2 separate regions of the Sus scrofa genome follow, and region 2 is linked to region 1. The links are chromatin contacts, called in public HiChIP or PLAC-seq maps. All regions are on one chromosome and are shown on one strand. The core of a region is the stretch at or near the end of the contact, and the rest is flanking DNA. Distances in the headings are between cores, read along the strand shown. Region 1 has its middle 18 kb from the start of PRLHR. Region 2 overlaps LOC106506135 (a long non-coding RNA gene).

What was found. HiChIP or PLAC-seq counts read pairs in DNA pulled down with a chosen protein or histone mark.
Region 2: a contact with region 1 is called in an H3K27ac HiChIP or PLAC-seq map of alveolar macrophages. The contact joins two enhancer-like sites. A contact is called at or near these places in 1 of 5 promoter capture datasets (liver), 26 of 47 Hi-C or Micro-C datasets (adipocytes, alveolar macrophages, blood and 14 more) and 1 of 2 datasets of contacts at active chromatin or transcription factors (alveolar macrophages).

Annotation. Positions count from the first base shown.
Region 1 is chr14:128,598,940-128,602,822 of Sscrofa11.1, reverse strand. No RefSeq gene overlaps it. Among named protein-coding and RNA genes, the nearest start is that of PRLHR, 18 kb to the left of the region's middle. Within about 2 kb of position 1,897, at least 4 of the 83 cell types and tissues checked have an H3K27ac peak or open chromatin away from gene starts, as enhancers often do.
Region 2 is chr14:128,801,534-128,805,416 of Sscrofa11.1, reverse strand. The region is part of intron 5 of LOC106506135 (a long non-coding RNA gene); the gene reads left to right. Among named protein-coding and RNA genes, the nearest start is that of CACUL1, 54 kb to the right of the region's middle. Within about 2 kb of position 1,881, at least 9 of the 83 cell types and tissues checked have an H3K27ac peak or open chromatin away from gene starts, as enhancers often do.

The DNA of each region.
Region 1 (3,883 bases), core at 648-3,147:
GCATTACTTTTATCTTGTTCATTTGATCCAATTAGCTCATTAGGCCCAATTAGCATAATGTCATTGACCATGGGCCAGCACAGATGATGTTTTGTTGGCTGTTCGTTCATTATGCTAGAAAGCAGAAGAGTTAACCTAGTCCTAGGACAAGACCATAAAATGAATGCTAAATGTTACTGTTTCAGATTTTTCTGTTCTGATAGGGAAGGAAAAGAATGCATTTGGATCAAAGGCAATAGACCAAGCTAATCATTTCTAGCAAAGATTCCATATGTAGCACAGCAGGTGAAATTTATACCACTACTTGGTTGAATTTTGCAGTATTCCTATGTCACCTTCCAGGATCCACCTAGTTTTTACAGGGCCCAAATGGAGATAATGAATACTCACCATCTCTGCAGCCTTTGGGTCTTTAGGGGTGGCATTAATATGTGCTACTTCTGGAATACAATATTGCTTTTGATTTACTAGTTGGGCAGAGGGAGGCTGCTTCAGAGTTTTCCAAATGGCTACATTCCGACAGCTCTTAGCCCACAGGCCATCGTACCATTGTGGGGGTTATGCTAACTATCAAGTGAGTTTAATTTTTATTTGGGGACCACAGAAATGAACACCAGGTGAATCCACGGACCCCGTGGGCCTATTGTGAGTCAGATCTGGCCATTTACTACCTGGATCCCATATGACCCCAATTCTAGTAGGGGACACAGTGAAGCTTTGGGTCTCCATGTATCAATGTCCACTGGGATCCTGTAGTCAATGATCTTGAACTTTCCCCCTGTTTTCTGAAATTTGTGCTATTTCTAGTTTTTAGACGTTTATTTATGATGTGTCTTGGCACGGATTTCTTTGTCCTGTTTGGTGTTTTCTCAGCAACTTGATTCTGTAAGTTTAGGGCTTTCTCATTTTGGAAGTTTTTAGCCAGTATTTCTTCTACTGCTTTTTGGCCTCATCCTCTGTCTTTGCCTTCCCAGGACTCTGACGGTGTTAGATCTTCTGTTATAGCCCCGCAGGTCTCTACTCATTTTTTTTTTTTCAGTCTATTTTTCTATTTTTGCTTCTGTTTTATCAGATGTTTTTAGGTGCACAAAATAAAACACATAGGTTTACCAATTATGTTAAAGCATGGTTATCAGAATATTAAAAAACCCACATATGGGATATTTTAATATGTCAATTTCTTTATGAATATATTAAATAAAAATATCTGGTGGTAGGTCTAATGGGCGCTGTAATATTGAAGCCGTGATTTGCGTTAGTGGTATTTTGAGAATCTGCCACAGTGTCAAACGATGTGTGATTTCTCCCAACGACAGGGTCCCTGATGTCTCTTAGTTGTTTCTGCCTTTCCTAACTGAAGGAAATTCCAAATTGTAGTTATCGTGAGTCAAAAATAAAGGTCCATTATTTTCTGATCCCACAGACTCACTGAATTCTTGACCCTGGATAACAACCTCTGCTTTTAAGGATAAAACAGAACCACAGCAGCAAACCCGATAGGCAGAGATTTCTGGCAGACACTTAAAAAAAAAGTCATTTGAGATCAGAAGCCCAACAGTGTTCAATAAATAGGACGATCAGGTCAGGGCAGCCAAGAGCACAGCTGGATCCAATTAGGGGCTGACAGGATGCCAGGGTGTGGAGGTTGGCACCAGATGGCAGAGAGTCCTGCTCCCCGGACTCATGGATGCTGCATCAGTCAATTGGGGAAGCTCAGCAAAGCCTGGTCTTGCTGGTCACCCAGGAGAGACTCCTTTGGAGAAGATGGGTCTTTGGCAATGAACGGGGCAGCTTGGAAAGAAGACAGCCTCCCATCCTTCTTCTGACAACCAGCCAATTACCCACTCTGCGCCTGTTCCTGCTGCATAAAAGTGATTTTTCTTCTGAGGACATTGTGTTCTGTGCTCCGGCATCCAGGGCCTGACTCCCACACAATGACCGTCTGCCGGGAGCCCCAGATTGGATTGGCAAACGCATGTGTTTTTTACAAAAGGCAGGGTGGCTTTGTGAAGGCTTGAAGGGGCGCGAGATGCTACGTCTGCAGGAAAATCAAATAAGCTCCCCAATCTACAAGTTGCCAGTTTGATCCTATTTGTCTGGGGCAGGCCTGATGCGATTTGAAGGGTGGTGCAAGTTTCCTTTGCCCCTTCCTTGCCTTTTTCTCTTTTTCATTAAAGTTATAAATAACTGTGCCTCGCATTTTAATGAAAGGGAGTGGTGTGAACAACCAGAGGCTTTGGGAGGAAACCTGAAATAATAGTGCAGTTGCTAAGAAACGGGGCTGGACAAGTTAATTTTGTTGGCATAACATCTCCTCGTTATTTAATCTCCTACCGTATTCATTTCATCCATCTGTCACCATGTCACTGAAGCTGGGAGGAACTGTTAATTGCTACACCAAGGTGGAGAACAGACCTGTCCAAAGCTTGTGTAAATTTCAACTCTCAGAGTGGGGCCCTGAGATTTGATTTGACTGCGGGAGGGCCCACCCTTTCCTAAGGCGGGGGCCTTATCACTCTGCCAGACCAAGCTCTCGTGCACCCCAGCAGTGGCTCCAGACCCTGGATGGACATTATTTACATGGGGTGCTTTGAAAAAAAGACCAATGTTTGCGCCCCTTCCCGAGGATTCTGATGTAATTGGCCTAGGGGTGGGGTTCAGGAACGGGATTTTTTTTTTTTTCCCCCTGCACCCAAGGCATGTGGACATTCCTGGGCCAAGGATCAAGCCTGTGCTACAGCAACCACCCAAGCCGCAGCAATGACAACACTGGATACATAAGCCATTGAGCCACCACGAAACGTCCCAGGCATGGGATTTTTTTAAAAAAAGCTCCCCTAAGTGATTTTAACAGGCTACCCAAGCAAAGAACCACTGATTTGTAGAATTGCCACCGTTCCACTGATGTCTACTTTCAAAGTTCCAGAGCCTCTCAGATTTTTTTTTGCCTCCCAGATTTTTTTTGTGTGTCAGTTTCTTCTCACTTCACATATAGTAATGCTGATAATGAGAGCTCACTGGGCGTGGGGCATTTTACTATGTTTTTAACCCGTATGACCTCTTGAATTCTTACCATAATCTTATAAAGTGGATATTTTTGTTGGCCCCATTTTATAGACAAGGACACATGCTCAGAGGGGTTCAGTGCCCCGCAGCCAAGTGACAGATCCAGGATTTGGACATGGGTCTTGCTCCAAAACTCAACCAGTTGTGCCGATGGCTTCTGAGCCCACAGGAGAACCCGCTGGTCCACTCTTATAGGCTCAGGCCCACCCGTGCTTGGAACGAGCTCTGTCCTGGCCGGGGGCTTGTGGGTCAGATGGCTCAGTAGCTAGACAGGCCTATTTCCAGCTTAGGCTCTGGGTCCCAGCTCTGAGAAACAGGTTCGCGGGGCTCCTCACCTCAGTTGCCTAGATCCAAAGCCAGCCCTCCTTCTTCCCAGAGAGTGACCTTGGCCAAGTGTCGGAACTTCTTTAAGATTCAGTTTCCTCACTGTCGGTGAGATGATCACCCACTGCATAAAAGTGTGATGTTGGAGTTCCCGTCGTGGTGCAGCAGAAATGAATCCGACTGGGAACCATGAGGTTGCAGGTTCGATCCCTGGCCTTGCTCAGTGGGTTAAGGATCTGGCGTTGCCGTGAGCTATGGTGTAGGCTGCAGATGTGGCTTGGATCTGGCATTGCTGTGGCTCTGGTGTAGGCCAGCGGCTACAGCTCCGATTGGACCCCTAGCCTGGGAACCTCCATATGCCGCAGGCGCGCAGCCCTCAAAAAGACAAAAAGACAAAACAAATAAATACAAAATAAAAGCACTGTGACGTTAAATGAAACAACACATGAATAGGGTCTGGCACCCATTCCTCATAATCGTTAAACACTGCATT
Region 2 (3,883 bases), core at 632-3,131, 200 kb before region 1:
GGGAGATGATGGTGATTCGGAGCAGCTGCTGGCCTTGGTGCTTCCCTGTGGCTCTGGCCCAGACTGGCTGGGGGGCACTGCAGCATTACCTGCCACACTCCCCTGCCCTCTGCTTCAGCCACAGCTGGACGCGTCTCTCCAAACTTGCCTTCTGAGCCTTCGTCTCTGCACTTGGAGGACATTTCGGAAAAAGCCTCCCTACTCCTTCTCAGCAGGACAGGACAGAGCTGATGGTCCTAGTGGACCAAAACCACAGGGGAGGAGAAGGCAGACCTGTTTATTGCTTGTTTATTTTCTGTGAGGCCCTTACCTGGTGATCCGCATAAATTGTCCCCTGGAGTTCCTGTGTGGCTCAGTGGGTGAAGGATCTGGCATTGTCACTGCAGGGGCTCAGGTTGCTGCTGTGGCGTGGGTTCAGTCTCCAGCCCCGGAACTTCTGTGTGCTGCGGCACTCTGTAACCTGTCTCTAGGATTAGTGTTTCCAGACTCCTCTAACCAGGATCCACACCTGTACAACACTTATGAACCATACTGCAGCCAGGTGCCAGGAAAAAAGGAACTGGCACAGCTGCAAAGTCAGAAAGCCCTGGCTTCGGAACCGGCAGGCACCATGTATGAGCTGCCTGGCTATTGGCACACTTAGAAGCTTTGAGCCTCAAATTCTTCATCGAGATTGGGGTGACAGTAAAACAAGGGGGTTTCAGTAAAACAAGTTCATGTACTGGCCAGGTGTGATGGTTCCGTTTTTGGTCCACTAGACTGGGTCGTGGGATATCCAGATATTTGGCCAAACACTTGTAGGTGTGTCTGTGAGGGTGTTTCCAGAAGAGATGAGCATTTGAATTTGGCGGACTCAAATAACTAAATAATCCAGGCTACACCTAATTGAACTGTGAATACAGGCTTCATTTATCTGGAGTTTTGCTTCAAAGAACTACTTTTGTTAAGGCAGCCCTGCGTCTTATGACAGTAACTGAAGCCACTGAGAAATGACTCCACTGTGATATTTAGCAAATTATTTTTATCTGATGGGTAAACTCACATTAGTGCAGCTGTTCATGTCGAAGAGAAGGGAACAGAGTGAGGGGTGTTTGGGGCGCCTGCTGGGCTCGCTTCATCAAAGGTGCCTTGTTGTCTGGTGTCTGTCTCCGGTTGTGCTATTTCTGCGGGGCTGAGTTGTCACTGACGTGTCGCTGGTGGCAATAATAAAACTTAAAGAAAGTGGGAGTATCCTGGTTCAGTGAGAGGGCCTGGACTAAACAGGTGAGGCAGTTTTCTGCATGAAGGAGGGCCTTGGCTCCAATTTCACTTTCCCAAGCCTCATGCCAGACAGGCTTCCCACCCCTGCATCGCGTGTTCTTTTTTTCCTGCATAACTCATGCCCAAGGCAGAGAACACCAGCTGCCTCCTCCACTGGCCGGTTGGGTCACCTGCCACTGGCACTGAGCTCCTCCAGCAGAGGTCCCTCCGGAATCATCGCCTTCATAATTGCTCTTCCCTCGGCAGGATTCTTCCCTAGGCTTCCCCTGGCTTTCCCAGGGCATGTGCGTGGCTGTCTCCTCACCATTCAGGCTGCCGCTGAAATGTCACCTCCTCAGAGAAGCCCTCCCTGACCCCACCAGGGAGGTAGCCCCCACCCCACCAGCGGTCTCATCCAAGGTCAGCCAAGTGAGTGAGCCGTTTCAGACACCTGGCTCAGCCTAGCTGCAGGTGGCTGCAGCTGTCGCCACATTGGACTATAAGGACAGGAACAGCCAAGTGAGAACCGCTCAGCTGAGCCTCGTCAACTCACTGAGCGTCGTCACCCCCTGTGGTAAAGCCACTGAGTGTTAGCTAGTTTCCTCATCACAACTCTGGGAGGACGGACATTCTTCCTCCCTTTAGAAAGGAGGAAGCAGAGCCACGGAGAGGCGAGTCAGCCCCCACAATCATGCCGCGAGGCCTGAAGCTCCTTATTGTGTCGAGGGGAAACTCAGGTTCTGAGGGATTAGAAAGACTGGCCAGGAGTCCCCCGCTGGTGGCTGCCCAATGGGTTCAAGGCTGGAGCTCCCTGCCCCCACCCTCTCCATGGCTCTGCCCTTCCTGTCGAGCGTGGCTCTTTTCCAGCCCAGCTTCTGCATGTCTCCCCCCGCCCCCCCGGCCCTTTCCAGGGAGCCCCTCCCTCCCTGAACAAGCAGCAGGGGCTAAAATTTTGTGCACGTGGCACTAGGAACCGAGCCGGGCGAAAATAAATCCCAGATGGAGCAAAGAGCTAAACAAACAAACAACTAGAATAGAATCTTTGCAGAAAATATAAGAGAATATTTTTGTCATTCTCGGGAGTGTCAGCTTTCCTCACCGAGTCACAAAACCCAGAGGCTCCCAAGGAAAAGCCTGACATCCTTGACGATATACAGCGAGAAAACCTTCAGATTGACAGAGGCCCTTGAGTAGAGTGAAGCACAACCACAGACCAGAGAAAATTGTTTTCTTCATATCCAACAGAGAATTAAGTTTCAAAATAGTCAATGAAGAGTTCCCATCATGCTAATGAATCCGACTAGTAACTAGGAGGTTGCGGATTCGATCCCTGGGCTTGCTCAGTGGGTTGGGGATCTGGCATTGCCGTGAGCTGTGGTATATGTAGGTCGCAGACTCAGCTTGGATCTGGCATTGCTGTGGCTATGGTGTAGGTCAGCAGCTGCAGCTCTGATTGGACCCCTAGCCTGGGAACTTCCATATGCCTCATGTGTGGCCCTAAAAAGCAAAATAAATAAATAAATAAATAATTAAAATAAAAAAAAGAATATTCAATGAGGGAGTTCCCATCATGGCTCAGTGGTAATGAATCCAACTAGTATCCAAGAGAGTGCAGATTTTATCCCCGGCCTTGCTCAGTGGGTTAAGGATCCGGCATTGCCATGAGCTGTGGTGTAGGTCGCAGACACGGCTCGGATCCTGGGTTGCTGTGACTGTGGGGTAGGCTGGCAGCTGTAACTCTGATTAGACCCTTAGCCTGGGAACCTTCATATGCTGTGGGTGTGGCCTTAAAAAGAAAAACAAACAAAGAAACAATATTCAACGTTGAGCAGAGACAGCTTCCTCACACCCCCAAATAAAAACCATAGTTTAGTGTTAGGTTTGCCGAGGGAGGAACGCACAAGGCCAAGGTGGTCAAGCAACAGAGATTGATGAAGGCATCAGAGGGGCACGGGCTGAGCTCAGGATGGTGCCAGCCCTGACTGTGAGGAGGTGCCAGGCTTATAAAGGACCTGTGCTGGGAATCTGGCTGAATGGAGTTCATGGCGGGAATGTGGGGCAGGAAGGATGAAGGAGGGGAAGGTCAAGGGCGGGTTAGGGGGTCGAGTCCCATGACAGAGGGCACTGAATCCTTGCGGGAGGTTAATCTATGCAGGCGGTTGTTTTCCACAGGCCGTTGTTGCTTGCTGCCCAACTCAGCCTCCACATTCGGGCAGAGGGTGTCCATAGCAGGTCTCCAAGGTCAGCAGCCACACTTGGGGGGTGGGGGGTCTGTCTCTGTCCTCCTGGGAACCTATCACTCAGGAGTTCCCACTGTGGGGCAGTGGGATTGGAGGTGTCTCTGTGGCACTAGGACACAGGCTCAATCTCTAGCCTGGCACAGTGGATTAAAAGGATTGGTGTTGCTGTACCTTTGGCATGGATCTGATCCCTGGCCCGGGGAACTCCATGTGCCTTGGGGCAGCCAAAAAATCTATAGCTCAAACACATCACTTGAGGGCTCGCACCACTGGCATATGGAAGTTCCCGGGCCAGGGATTGAACCCATGCCGCAGCAGTAACCAGAGCCAGGTTCTTAACCTGCTATGCTACCAAGGGAACTCCTGACCTCAGCTGTTTTGCTTTCCATCTCATAGAGGAAGGT